5 separate regions of the Mus musculus genome follow, and regions 1, 3, 4 and 5 are each linked to region 2. Evidence: chromatin contacts called from public Hi-C, HiChIP or PLAC-seq and capture Hi-C data. All regions are on one chromosome and are shown on one strand. Each heading gives the region's core, a stretch centred on a gene start, on an enhancer-like site or on the middle of the called end of the contact. The rest is flanking DNA. Distances are from core to core; before and after follow the strand shown.

The links. Hi-C and Micro-C count contacts between places; a contact is called where the count stands out from the background. HiChIP or PLAC-seq counts read pairs in DNA pulled down with a chosen protein or histone mark. Capture Hi-C pulls out chosen DNA fragments and counts their contacts.
Region 1: a contact with region 2 is called in an H3K4me3 HiChIP or PLAC-seq map of bone marrow-derived macrophages, with 5 times the contacts expected there. The contact joins two enhancer-like sites. A contact is called at or near these places in 3 of 484 Hi-C or Micro-C datasets (bone marrow-derived macrophages, macrophages and rod photoreceptor), 12 of 115 datasets of contacts at active chromatin or transcription factors (CD4 single positive thymocytes, bone marrow-derived dendritic cells, bone marrow-derived macrophages and 8 more) and 1 of 9 other capture datasets (embryonic stem cells).
Region 3: a capture Hi-C map of bone marrow-derived macrophages shows a contact between it and region 2, with 5 times the contacts expected there. The contact joins two enhancer-like sites. A contact is called at or near these places in 1 of 15 datasets of contacts at CTCF or cohesin (the NIH/3T3 cell line), 6 of 484 Hi-C or Micro-C datasets (CD4 T cells, Th2 cells, bone marrow-derived macrophages and 3 more), 1 of 115 datasets of contacts at active chromatin or transcription factors (bone marrow-derived macrophages) and 1 of 9 other capture datasets (bone marrow-derived macrophages).
Region 4: an H3K4me3 HiChIP or PLAC-seq map of bone marrow-derived macrophages shows a contact between it and region 2, with 10 times the contacts expected there. The contact joins two enhancer-like sites. A contact is called at or near these places in 12 of 39 promoter capture datasets (the 3T3-L1 cell line, 3T3-L1-derived adipocytes, HPC-7-derived erythroid cells and 8 more), 1 of 15 datasets of contacts at CTCF or cohesin (the NIH/3T3 cell line), 12 of 484 Hi-C or Micro-C datasets (the HPC-7 cell line, the Patski cell line, bone marrow-derived macrophages and 9 more), 2 of 115 datasets of contacts at active chromatin or transcription factors (bone marrow-derived macrophages and fetal liver) and 1 of 9 other capture datasets (bone marrow-derived macrophages).
Region 5: a contact with region 2 is called in a Hi-C map of bone marrow-derived macrophages, with 18 read pairs. The contact joins two enhancer-like sites. A contact is called at or near these places in 15 of 484 Hi-C or Micro-C datasets (CD4 T cells, CD8 T cells, the G1E-ER4 cell line and 10 more), 14 of 115 datasets of contacts at active chromatin or transcription factors (CD4 single positive thymocytes, bone marrow-derived dendritic cells, bone marrow-derived macrophages and 9 more) and 1 of 9 other capture datasets (liver).

What each region holds. Positions count from the first base shown.
Region 1 is chr10:98,953,157-98,955,856 of GRCm38.p6, reverse strand. All of the region lies in intron 1 of Atp2b1 (ATPase, Ca++ transporting, plasma membrane 1), which reads right to left. Among named protein-coding and RNA genes, the nearest start is that of Atp2b1, 39 kb to the right of the region's middle. Within about 2 kb of position 1,351, at least 63 of the 459 cell types and tissues checked have an H3K27ac peak or open chromatin away from gene starts, as enhancers often do. A contact at or near this core is called in bone marrow-derived macrophages, where this site is marked.
Region 2 is chr10:98,493,151-98,495,850 of GRCm38.p6, reverse strand. No RefSeq gene overlaps it. Among named protein-coding and RNA genes, the nearest start is that of Gm34297, 43 kb to the left of the region's middle. Within about 2 kb of position 1,285, at least 12 of the 459 cell types and tissues checked have an H3K27ac peak or open chromatin away from gene starts, as enhancers often do. A contact at or near this core is called in bone marrow-derived macrophages, where this site is marked.
Region 3 is chr10:98,876,662-98,879,361 of GRCm38.p6, reverse strand. The region is part of intron 2 of Gm34346 (a long non-coding RNA gene); the gene reads left to right. Among named protein-coding and RNA genes, the nearest start is that of Gm34346, 4.7 kb to the left of the region's middle. Within about 2 kb of position 1,266, at least 49 of the 459 cell types and tissues checked have an H3K27ac peak or open chromatin away from gene starts, as enhancers often do. A contact at or near this core is called in bone marrow-derived macrophages, where this site is marked.
Region 4 is chr10:98,897,111-98,899,810 of GRCm38.p6, reverse strand. No RefSeq gene overlaps it. Among named protein-coding and RNA genes, the nearest start is that of Gm34346, 16 kb to the right of the region's middle. Within about 2 kb of position 1,265, at least 62 of the 459 cell types and tissues checked have an H3K27ac peak or open chromatin away from gene starts, as enhancers often do. A contact at or near this core is called in bone marrow-derived macrophages, where this site is marked.
Region 5 is chr10:98,971,277-98,973,976 of GRCm38.p6, reverse strand. The region is part of intron 2 of Atp2b1 (ATPase, Ca++ transporting, plasma membrane 1); the gene reads right to left. Among named protein-coding and RNA genes, the nearest start is that of Atp2b1, 57 kb to the right of the region's middle. Within about 2 kb of position 1,411, at least 22 of the 459 cell types and tissues checked have an H3K27ac peak or open chromatin away from gene starts, as enhancers often do. A contact at or near this core is called in bone marrow-derived macrophages, where this site is marked.

The sequences.
Region 1 (2,700 bases), core at 102-2,601, 460 kb before region 2:
AACGTGAGCAAGTTGTTCATTTTAACTCTCTGGACTTAGCTTGCTGTTAGAGCCAGCACTGATACAGAACGAGCACTCAGACAACTCAAGCTATGGTGATGATTTTGACTAGCAACAAAATATTTTAACTAGATTCTACTATACACTTAATATTAACACTGTATCGTGGAGGGTGCATAGTATACATCTATTAAACAGACAAATGTGTTAATTTTGGTATTTGAAGGTATTTGATGTCCTTTCATACAGTGACTCCAGATGAAATTTAAAATTTTCAAAAAGCTGAAGAATTTTATAACAGCTAATTCCCAAACTAGGTTGGCTCATATTTGAAAGAATATCAAATGGTCACCTAAAGAGGGGAGAAAAGTTTTCTTCCTGTGGTTAAAATCAGATATTTAAATTATTAAATATTTAAGATTCTTGAAAAAAAACATTAAAGAAAACTAAGACAAAACCTGGAAAACTCCTTGCTGCATAATATTTAGGGAGGAAAACACAGAAACATATGTACCCAACAATTATAACCAAATACTGTAAAGAGACAAAAACCAGCAATTAGGAAGAAATGGGCAGTTAGCTTCCAGGTTATATTTTAAATAATAAATGAAAGATAAATATATTAAAAATTAAATAGTAAGCACACTTCCCTAATGTTCCAAATGTAATGTGCACAACACAAAGTCAAAATGCTGCTTTTATTAACTGCTTGGGACCCTGATTTTTTTTTAATCCACCAACAGTTTATGTAAAGATGCCAAGTGCAATGACATCAATGTCCTGATCGTATGTCCTTTGGCCACTTTAATAATGTAAGCACTGAGTAACATCTTCAATACGCTTACGAACCAACCAAGAGTGTATGCTTCACGCCAGTCTGAACAAGGAAAGGGAAACGGCACAGTACAATGAGACATCCGGCCTTCAGAAGAACCGTCTTAGAATCTGAACACAGAAAACCAAGTATCCAAAACCCAAAGTCCAGGTCTTTCTAGGGAAGAGAGGAAAAAACTTGAGACTTCACTGACCTTGTCTTGATGGAAACATCTAGGAGGAAGTAAAAAGCAGAACCCTTGCATTAGGTCAGCCGAATGCCAGTGCCATTTCTATAGACGAAAATCAGTCAAACAGCAACAGTTCCCCAGCACATGGAGGGGAACAGGAAGATCACTTTGAGCAAAAGCCCTCAAAAGAATAAAATAGAGCCCGGGTCTCCAGATCTATGATTACTAGATACACTGAATAAATCAGGGTAACTCAACGGGGGATGCATTCCACAGGGAGAAACAGGCTGGTCATCCAGAGCAAAGCAAGCAAAGACTGAGTAGGCTTGAGGAGGAAAACCCAGGCTTCGTGTAAACCACATTCAGCGTAAAGTGATAGAAGCACACTGTGAGGTTTAGTAGTCTGTGTGTCACAGATGGAAGGAAGTGAGTCACTAGCAGTAGTTACCAGAATTAAAGCGCACACCTGGGCAGGTACTGTTCTAAGTCGTTTTCTGTTACACACAATGTATGGCTCATGCTAGCTAATCCTCCCAATCCCCATGAACAAGGTTGTACTGGTTAGTTTTGTGTCAACTTGACACAGCTGGGGTTATCACAGAGAAAGGAGCTTCAGTTGAGGAAATGCCTCCATGAGATCCAACTCTAAGGCATTTTCTCAATTAGTGATCAAGGGTGAAAGGCCCCTTGTGGGTGGGACCATCTCTGGGCTGGTAGTCTTGGGTTTTAAAAGAGAGCAGGCTGAGCAAGCCAGGAGAGGCAAGCCAATAAAGAACATCCCTCCATGGCCTCTGCATCGGCTTCTGCTTTCTGACCTGCTTGAGTTCCAGTCCTGACTTCCTTGGTGATAAACAGCAGAATGGAATTGTAAGCTGAATAAACCCTTTCCTCCCCAACTTGCTTCTTGGTCATGATGTTTGTGCAGGAATAGAAACCCTGACTAAGACAAATTGGTACCAGCAGAGTGGGGTATTCCTGTGACAACCTGACCATGTTTTGGAGAGGACTGTGGAAGGACTTTGGAACTTTGGGCTTGAAGATCCATCCATTGTTAAGAGCTCTGTCGGATGTTGTGTAGGAGCTTGGAAGATAATGTTGAGAACACTGCAGAAGATGGAGGTCTGGTTTGTGAAATTTCAGAGGGAAAATTAAAGACTCTTTTCAGGGCCATTCCTGTTTTGATTGTGAAGATTCTGTAGTTCTGGTTAGCTGGGGCTGAAGAATCAGCTGTGATTAACAAGATACCAGAACTACTAAAGCAAAAACTTTGCATTACTGGGACTATTGATGCTGGTTAGCTGGAGCTAAGAAATTAGCGGTGATTAAGAAGAGACCAGCATCATTGAGGTGACATCTTCTGGGAAGTGTTTTCTGAGAGCACAGTGGCTGTGTTCCAGATATAGCCAAAGTTGTACATTGTGCTGTGGCTGGACTTGGTAATGTGTAAGGGTCACCCAGGTGGTACTGGTTTTGAAGGCATGAAGGAGTTGAGCAGAGCAGCTGAGGCTTGGCACTGTGAGAGGCCATGGAAGGCCATTGGTGAAAGTGCAGCCTCAGTTGCAATTGATGGCCCAGGACTGAAGGGGTCATGTAGTGTTTTGGAGATGCCAGTACCATGAGATGACCACCAAGAGCAGCAGCAGTAGTGGAGTACAGGCATCTGGAGCCTAGAGGATGATGCGTGTGCTACAAAGGG
Region 2 (2,700 bases), core at 36-2,535:
CATAGGAAGACTGGAGAGGCAGCTCAGCAGTTAAGCACACTTATTGCTCTTGCAGAAGGCCTGGGTTTGGGTCTCAGCTCACGACAACTAGTAACTCCAGCTCTAGGGGATCTGGTGTCCTTTTCTGGCCTCACTGGCACCAAGCACACATGTGGTGCACATATGCACATGGAGGCACTGATGCATGGGCATAAAATAAAAATATTAAATCCTTAAAAAACCCTTTACACTGAAGATACCCAGTCTAGTGCTGAAAAATAGATATAAGTACGACGGTAACAATGACTAATAAAAACTGAGACCACGAATTTGAAAGAAAGCAAGGGAGAGTATGTGGGAGGGTTTGGAGGAAGAAAAGGAGGGAAGAAATCATGTAATTATATCATAATCTAGAGGTAAATATGCAATCTTGGGGCTGAAGGATATGGGTCATTCTGTAAAATGTCTTTTGTGCAAGCCCGAGGCCTGACTTTGGGTGGATGATACTCAAGTAAAAGAAGGTACACAGCTCCTATGTACATAACACAAGTACACACACACACACAATCACACACACACACACACTATACACACACACACTATATACACACACACACACACACATACTAAGAATAAATAGGTAGCTTAAGGTCATTTGAACACAGAGTAGCTAACCTAAGACTGGTTGCTACATATGCCAGATATGGTTGTAATTTTTTACACATATTAACCCACTTAAACTACAATATTTTCCAGAAAAATGTGTTACGAATACCTCCATTTACAAGTGGAGAAACCAAGGAAGAACAGGGTTTCATAATATGTTAAAAGTTTCCTAGGTAGTATATTGTAAACCAGGTCAGGTCCATATATATATGTATATAATATATTATATGTATATTTGTAAAATTTGCAAGACTTGAAAGGCATGTTTTCAAGAAACACTGATTAATACAGTCTACTCCATAGACAATATGTTGTGCTAGTCTTTGGAATTTCATTAATCTGAAAATTTCTATATAAAGACCATTAAAATTTGTAGTTTCTTTTCATGGAAAGAAAAAAAAAAGAGACAAATCTACAAAACCATTTTCTCTCTAATTGAGCTCAAATCAGCAGCCATACATCCTAAAAGTGTTAAGTTATGTTATTTTTGAGAAATGATGTGACATGCCCTAGATTTCAAATGCAGATGCTGCAGACAACCGAGTAAATTTCTGAATCAAAATCGCTATATAGGACATTAACAGGCAGGAACTGGGGTGGAGAGGCAGTACCCAGCTCTGTGGTTGGGATCCTGTCTGGAATACTGCCACCTAGCGATGCTAGTCCGTCATCTGCCCCCTCTTCGGAAGAATGCTCCTCACTGTGGCTTCTTCCCCCCTTCGCAGATATCCTAGTAACGGATTGTTCCTGCAGGGTTTTAAGGCCACCCACCCATGCTTTATAAACATAATTTACAAAGGAGGACAGACCGGTAGGATTGTGAAAGAGAGGGAGATGAACAGCAGAGGATTTATCAAGAACTCGTAAGCGCCCAACAGTCATGTAGATTGAAGAGAGGAGAAAAGCATGGAAATTAAGAATAACGGAAATAGGGTGAATAAAAAAATATTCGAAGAGAAGACGAGATGAGGAGGGATTTCTTCTTGTTGTTGTCTTGTTGTAAAATGAGAAATAGAAGTTAAAAAGTGGAATTATGAAGTTAGTAAACAAACAAACAAACAAACAAAAAAACCATAGGGACAAATACCAGTACGTATAAAGAATGACAGAAGAAAGCAGCCGAATAAACTTAGCTATTAATGAGAAGACTTGAAGGTCTCTTTTTAAAAAACAATAAAAGCAAAGTGTCACATTGGTTTCTCTTAAGTATAGTTGAACATTTCCAGTATCCTAGAGGAAGAAGTCATTTCTCTTGCTGTCTCCCCTGTGTAATGCTAATGGCCTTGTTGGATCTTGCCACTTGCTTCATTAAAATACTGGACACCTTTTGTGCTCTTGAGTTGCTGTAGAATCCACACACAGAACCCAGGGAGCATAGGGCAGCCCATCCCGAGAATTTATTTAGGGAGTTCTGGTTTTCTAGCATTCTTTGTAATGCTACTAAGCAGCTAGCCATATTTTGGGAATATACATTGAGGAAGATTATCAACTTTTAGTTATTTTTGTAATTCAAATCAGGGTCACTAATATATAAAAATGACAGCAATAGTGGTTGTGATAATATATTTCTCTGTTCATGTTTTAGAAAACACGTAACTCCACATTATCTTCTGTTCTCTGAACAGCCACATTGTTCAGTCATGGCTAGGGGAACCAGTCTCTTTTCTAGCCACGACATTTGAGCTTCGAGTATAGAGGACCTCTCCAAAGTTCTTACTTACTAAATGCCTTTTTATAGGATCACAAAACTGGGAAATAATGTTTTATTTTCCCGTAAAATTCAATAATGCTTGAAAATGACATGCATGACGCTGGGAAAGAGGCATTGTTACCTCCTACATGGCTGGGAATGTCTCTGGAGGAGGCCTGCTTGCTGCCCTCTAAGTTATTTCATGCATTAGAAGTTTTCTCTTTGGACCGTAGGAGCTGAGAAGGAACACATTCTTCTATGGTAAGATTCGGTTTATTACCCTTTCCAGTGTTATATCTGTGTGTACTTATAATTAAAGTACATCGGTCATATAACTATTTGAATGTCTTGTCTGACAAAATAAA
Region 3 (2,700 bases), core at 17-2,516, 380 kb before region 2:
AATAGAGCTATTTTCCATTTTGAAAAAGGATACTGTTTTTGAAAAGTCCGGGTCACTTGTCATAGAGAGAGTCCTAAATTCTGTTTGTTTGATTGCTTCTTCAGAATTAGATTTAGGTTAAAGTCTTTTCAGTGTTTTGGGCAGTAATAGCACACAGGTGAATGTCAGGTTATGGTCCTGTGTTGAGGGACTGAACATTTAACTTCATCAAGGCGAGAAGTTCAAGATTCTTCATTGTGGGACCACACTTTCTCATCTTAGGTTAATGTGTTTTGTGGAGTGTTTCTGAGCCTAAAACATCAGCATCCAGGGAGGATCTTTACCTGGATTTGTTACTTCAGCGGTGGGTGCCAAATCCCCATTATCTCTCCTTGTTTCTGTTGTGCCAGGATCTTACACCCCTGGGACTCTGCAGTTGTAAAAGATGCAGGAAGCCAACTATGGAGTTAGATGCAGGTGAAGGAATGGCTCAGGTGATGCCAGGGTCCACCAGTGCTAGGCAGGGCATGTAATGGTGAAGCAAATCTGCTACTCTGGTGACAGTGAGTTTCAATTCTGTCACTTTGGGTGGAGACAGTTTCCATAGCTTAGCTTTTCTTTCTTTCTGTTTTTAAAAGTGTTTTTAGGGGAAGAACAAAAGGATTAAACCAACACAACCTCTTTAGCACCGTTTTCTCTCCTTTTTGCTCCCTTTCCCTCCCCTCTCATTCCCTGATCTTTCATCAAAGGCACTAAATGTATGTTTAAAAATTTTCTCCAAGTTTTTTACTCTTTCATCTATCTCTTCTAATCGACCAGTTCTTAACATTGTTTTCTTCTGGCACAATTGTCCTGCTGGCTTTTCTTGGTAGAACAAGGACTTGAGGAAGTTGGAAGCAGTTTTTCACTTTGATTTTCTTTTTTTTTTTTTTTCTTTTTAGGAAGTAACTTTTAGTTATGACATATATGGTCCCAGCTCAGCTCTTCACATCAGAAAATACATAGTTTTGGAAAAAAATAATATATTTTAAGAGTTATCACAGTATTTTTCTCCAGTAATTGTCAGCATCCCAGCTGTACCCTGTTTTTTTTTAAAAAAAAAAAGCATTGTTCTGCCAGCTACATACATTCTTTTACTAAAGCTGAAAAATGGAAAGCTCTCTCTCTCTCTCTCTCTCTCTCTCTCTCTCTCTCTCTCTTTCCTGGTAGTGTCTAACCACATATCTGAACTCTGGTTTCACATAGGCAGTTGTTGATGCTCAGCAGATACATGTTATGTACAAAAGTCATGCTGCCAGGGTATGGAAATTAGGGTGAGGACCTCTGAGAAGGTGTCTACTTAACTCGCCAGTCATCTAGTTTCTATGGTAACGATGACAAACAACTGGGCGTAGTGGAACACCCTGTAAACCAGAACTGGGGAGGCAGAGGCAAGATGATTGCAAATTTGAGGTCAACCCAGGATTACATAAAAAGTTCCAGGCTAGCCTGAGCTACAAGATAAGACCCTATGAAAAACAAAAAACCCAAATAAACAAATAACAACATATGCTCTCTCTCTCTCTCTCACACACACACACACACCAATAAATGTGAAAAAGAAATAAAATTTAAAAAGTGAACCCTGGCAATGATACACACACACACAGAGAGAGAGAGAGAGAGAGAGAGAGAGAGAGAGAGAGAGAGAGAAGAGAGAGAGAGAAACAGACAGGCAGACAAACAGACACAGAGAGAGATAGAGAGAGTCAGTATATGTGTGTATGTATGGACATCAGAAGATCATGGTCAGTTGGTCAGGTTTGGTGGCATCTTTGCCTGTTGAGACATCTCTGGCCACTCACTTTATTATTTAAAGAAATAGTTCCCCCTCCCCACACCCAGTGCAGTGTATTTACAAAATAGTCTTTTTAAAAAAAATCCTACAACCTCCAAATGTACTCTTAACAGTTCTGTCTAAATAATTTATAACCCAAAATTATAATAATGCTATAGAATATGATATAGTTTTTACATTGAAAGGTGTCGTTTTGTGATCTGATAAACTTTCAATTCAACTCTTTGCACAAAGTTTAGAGAATAAAGTGGTGCGGAAGGATAGGAGACGGTCTCCCTCAGTACATTCCACAGCATTGCTTGTCAGAGTGTTTCAAGGGTTAGGAAGGAGATGAGCCCTTTCTCAGAGATGTACTTGACCCTGTGTCTGCCTTGTTTTTCCGGGTAAAGGACACTAGTTTAATCCCTACAATCCTTCCGCGGCTTGACATAGAGTATATCACACAGGGTAGGTGAGGTTTGAAGATCCTTCTAAAACCTACTTAATATTAACCAGGAGTTTTATAATCCTAATTGCCTGTAAACATTATTTCTTCTATGTATTAAACTAACGCAACATGAAGCATGTATTTAAATAGCAAAACATCTTGAAAACAGTGACCCTTATGCTCCATAGAGGTCACTTCTGAAATTAAAATTTAGTGACTCTATGCTGGATGTTAAGGCTTACATCAAATGATTTTTAAAGGTGGTTTCAACTTTAAAATAATAAAAGTCCAGCTGTTAGTAAAATCTTATTTTCAACATTAAATATGATAGCATGTGGTAAATATATAAGTAAAAACTAAATATGTGGTTGTCTAATATGAATGTAATTTTAAGAGTAATTAAAATGAATTTTAGTTTTAAAATGACATTTTATTTTATGCTGAAAAATAACATTTA
Region 4 (2,700 bases), core at 16-2,515, 400 kb before region 2:
GTAAAAGGAGAGAGGTTTCATGTAGAAGGAACAGCATATGCCAAAAAAACCTAAGAAAGCTGAGGAGATACTAGCTTTTCCACACATCACAGCCTTGAGCACAGGATCTACCAAAAGCCGATTAAAGGAATGGAGTTGGAGAGAGAGGCTGAAGGCAGTGTCCTAATGTGACGGGAAGAATCTTAGACTTTCAAGGCAGTTGTGATGCTTAGCCCTACAGTCCCATTCCTCAGGAGGCTGGGGCAGCAGGGCATGGGCATTGAGGCCAGCTTGGGTTACTTCATCAGTTCTAAGACAGACTGAGTTCCAGACTGAGGCACTGCCTTCAAACAAATGAAGGCACAATCACCATCAATACGAATAACAACACGGGGAATGCAGAAATAGAGAGACACACTCAAGGAGAAACATTTAAAGATTTGTTTTCTATAAGGCTCCGCTCTCCACTGATGGCTGTACTTACAAAGGTTATTTCTCTTGTTGGTTATTGATACCAGTTGAAACATCTGAAGCAAATAAAATACGTTAAAGATTAAATATGTATGTATGTATGTATGTAATTGTGTGTATGTATATCCTTGTTGATAATCCTGAGTGGTGTATGGGGAAGAATAAAAAAGAGAAATGAGATAGAATAGTAAGAGAGTTAAAAAATGATATATTTAAATATATAAGAGGAATACAAACACATAAGAGAGGCTAACAACTTAGGGGGTAAGATAAAAGAATAGAAAATAGAGAACTCCCGTTTAGGACAAATGCTTGAGCAATGTATAACACACACACACACACACACACACACTGAAAATTTTATACATATAAAACTTTCTATTGTATATGCACATGGTTCCTATAAACACTGTAACCGACTTAACTCTACAGATATGGGTAAAAACATATTTTGGATTTGGCATTAAATATCTACTGAAGCTAAAATTGTCACATTTAATCAATTGCCATTAATCCAGACAACTAGAACGTATTGATCTAGGAAGGAGCCCAATGGCAAAACCATTTTCCAAAAAGAGACAAAGTCTTTGTAGGAGAAACACAAGGTGCGACTCCATCAGCAGCAAATAAAAATAGTGGAGCCCCCAAAGGGCCTGTGCAGTAAGATGAAATGATTGAAAACTCCAAGCTCTCTTTCGGTTTGGGCAAGTTCTTGGTCAACATTCAAGAGGTTTATTTCTGGAGGTGTTCTGTTTCTTCCTTGCTGCTGGTGTTGTTTTAAAGAGCAGGTACTTTCCTGCAACCCAGGCTCCTTCTTCCTGTTGCTTCATCCCAGCCTCATTTCTGCAGAGATCTTGAGTCTCCTTCTCATGCTATACAGTTGAAGGATAGTTGACAGTATGAATTCTAGGGATCCAACTAGTGAGGGACATAGTTTTAATTAGCAAGCAGTCACTCCTCTGGTGGGTCTCAAATAATAGAACATTTAGGAACTTACTCCACTGATGTGTTTAATTCTTTCGTTCCAAAATAGCTCAATTCTTATGTTACCATGGAATGACTTTTCATTGTGCAAACATTTCTCTTGTCTGTTTGGTTCCTCCTCCTAAAAAGGGATGTGTAGCAATTGCCCAGTTCACATTATTGTGGTGGTGATGGTGACTCAGGACATTGAAAGACATGTGACTTTCGGACTTTTCCCCCCCATGTCATTTTCCACTATAGTTCACGTAGTGCATGCACTAATTGCAGGCATCTCATGTAATAATTTGTAAAGTTTTCCATGACTGCAGAGATGCCCAGACTTTTAATACTCTATGTGGACAAAAGTCCATTTTCCTCTGTTGTTGCTTCCTTGTTTGGCTGCCAAGCTTGCTGATAGCAACCTAATGAGCAGAGAGTAAACTATTATTGCTTTAATTGGTCTCCACTGCTAACTCTTAGGAGGCTTTTAGAAATGCATTTATTATATAATTAAGAGATTTGTGATTCCTTTTAAGTTATCGGCCATAAAAGGCCTGGTTTAATATCATAATTACAGTCACTTCTCTTGTTGCTCTGGGTCAGCAGTCTAGTCTCACCCTTAGAGATTGGTTTTTCAAAGTCAAGTTGTTCCTGTTAGAGCGTTTCATTCACAACCCAACTTCCGGTGCGCTTCTCATTTGTAAAAACCACAACCTCACCAATTCCACGAAGATTAAAATCACCGGTCTGTTTGTGTCCGTTTCTCATTTACTACTCTGATTCTCACATCTATGGCTTTAGAGATGCTCCACTTTAATACTCAAAGCTGTAGCTTGGTAATTTAGGCCACGGTAAAGTATATGCTAGGGAAATGTTCTGAGTTTAAAATATGGACCTGACAAAGAGAACATTTTTAGATGTCAAGAAAGTTTTCTTCTATTGTGTTTGTTGCATATCTATTGTGTCTAAGCCTTTATTCTGAACCCTCTTGCCCTTGCTTTCTGACTACTTTATGTTTTGTTTTTCTTGAGCATGGCTGGATTCTTCCTTGGTGCTTGTGTAAGGTGGTCTACCTCCCTTGTCAACAGGCCCGCTTACAGTTTGGAATCTTGGATTGCCGCGTCTTAACTCTATCTCTCTACTCTGACAGCACAGAACTTGATCATAGTAGGTAAATACAGTTGATGTTCTTTGTTACTTGATGGGGAATTAGCTAGTGAAAGATTTAAAGTAGTGGTGTAAGAACTGGGCTTGGCAGGGCTCCCAGTGGAGGAGCTAGAGAAAGTA
Region 5 (2,700 bases), core at 162-2,661, 480 kb before region 2:
CCCGCAGACCAGGAAAGTACGGGGGAGGAGGAACATGCAGAAGCAAGAAGGAGAACTCCAGGAATATGTTCAGAAGACAGAAAGGGAATTCGATCTACTGTCACCTAACAATGAAACTTAGAAGCATAATAGAAAGCCAATGACATGTTACTTCAGGTTCAAGTATGACTTTTAAAGTTATATGCTTGCTACGGAGTTGGACAACTAATTAACACAGCTTAAAAAAAAAATCTATAAGCAATGAAAACAAGTGACCAGAGAAAGCATTCAATGCTCTACTGCAGGGGCAAGCAACCCTTTTCTCGGACCAGGCTGTGCGGGAGCGACATGGAACTCAGAAGCACAAGACCGTACATGCTAACACACCACAGCCATGCAAACATTGGTGCTAATCTGCAAAACCGAGCCCAAACCACAGGGCATGAGAGCATTTTTTTTTTAAGAGCCCCTAAGTCACTAATGATTTATCCCTAGGGAAAGGTCGATTTTCTCTAAGACTTAAACTGTATCACCACATGGAGACAAGGTCAAAGTACACAGGTGCCAGAGACTTACTTCTAGGGAGAGCAAATATCAGCTGCCACTTAAAACATGGAAACTAGGCAACCAATGACAACAGCTGCTATGCCTCTCCTGCCTCCCATCATGCACCGCCACTGTTCCTAATGACGTCTTTAGCTTCCCCTGTTGGTTTTTACTTTAGCCCCTCTTTTGCCTCATTTTGATAATCATCACTTAGAAAGCTCCGCTTCACCTGACTTCTTCCCTCTGTGGCGCACGAAGCCACGCCCGGTAACTCAGCATCTGTCTTTAATTTGTATTAATTCACTTTTATACCTTGTTTGGTGCAGTATTACGACATAACAAATATGATACGGGAGCTAGAGGCATGCATCCAGAAGCCTGCAGCAGAGTCTTCTCTGCCACCCAGCACAAAGCACAAGAAAGATAACGGGGGTAAGGTAGAAAAGATACCCGAAGCCACCGTGAAAGTTAGCGGACCGAGAAATGGGATTTAGAGCAGGAATAATAGACTCGATAGAGGAAAGTAAAACACGAGAGAAGAACAGTTTAAAAGAATTTTAGGTGTTAGGATGTTATAAACAGATTATTTTAGCACAAAGCTCCGAGGAACGTGAGATACATGCTTGTTCTAAAACATACCGCAAAAATATGACATTCCAAGTCTCACCTTCATTTTACCCTGAACTTTTAATTTCAATCCCCCTCTCAGGAATTATGACAGTTAATCAGAAGGATGGGAAAATTTCATCTGGCCCAAACATGTTCTACTGGTCTACAAATAACTACTTGTAGTATTCCTGAGAACGGACTCAAATGGTACCTTTTTAGAGACCACGTGGTAAGCTGGTAGGAAAAATGGGGAAGCAAGAAACCCAGCTTCCTGGACAGAAGGACATGCTTCTAAGGGCCTCAGTGTGAGAGGAACTCCACAGCCTGGCTACTGAATGCCTCCCAAAGGGCCCTTCCCTGAGTTTCCTGGCCATGTACTCTTGCTAATAGTTACTGCTTCCTTCCAGCCCCAGGCCAATGGGCCAAGTGATCATGATAAAAATCTCTAAAACCTTTTCTTCCTTCCAGCATTGATTATTTCAGGCATTTTGTTACTGACAGAGTTGACACACAAGACCATTTATCCACCATTTAACTCCAAAAATAAGTCTGTTTTTCCACCGAGGGGAAAAATTAAGAGACAAGAACAAAGCAGCTCTTTCTCGGTCTCTCAACCCTGCTGTAAGGTATACGGGCTGAGCTTTTACAAAAAGCAGCCCCTGTGCCAGTTAAAAGCATTGTCTCAGAGATACCACAGCTGAAGTGTCGCTTTGGGCAAGCTGTTTAACCTTCTTTTTGCCCATACAATAGGACGAAGGAGTTTTAAGGATAAAATGGACTTACATTTGTAAGGAAGTACCAATCTAGCACAACAAAGTTATGTAATGTAAGTGTTAGTGTTTTTGTTGTTGCTGTTCCTAAGAAAAACCTTGAGCTGCTCCTTCAGACGACCCAGACTAAGGCAGGCGACTCCAGCATGAGTTCTCTTCTCCACTCATTGTCCTCTTAAGCCTAATACGCTACCACAGTGTATTTAATTTAGACACTATACATTTAACATGGTGAACTGTCCCGCTCCTCTGAGAATAAAGTACAGATCTTTGTTTTACTCATGGATATATGCCCAGGGCCTAAAAAGTACCTGTCACAGAGCAGACACTTTCTAATATTATACTTGAGCAATTTTAAGGCACATATATATTATGGTAAAATTTCTGAGTGCCAGATGTAACTTAATTTTTAAAAAATTTTTTATTAAGATATTTTCTTCATTTACATTTCAAATGCTATTCCTAAAGTCCCCTATACCCTCCCTCCCCAACTCCGCTTCCTGGCCCTGGCATTTCCCTGTACTGGGGCATATGATTTCACAATACCAAGGGCCTCTCCTTCCATTGATGGCTGACTAGGCCATCCTCTGCTACATATGCAACTAGAAACACAGTTTTGTGGGGTACTGGTTAGTTCATATTGTTGATCCTCATAGGGCTGCAGACCCCTTTAGCTCCTTGGGTACTTTCTCTAGCTTCTTCTTTAGGGGCCCTGTGTTCCATTTTATACTCAGAATTTCCTGCAACAATTGCCAATACCCTTCCATCTCAGGGAGATATATGGAATCTATGAAAC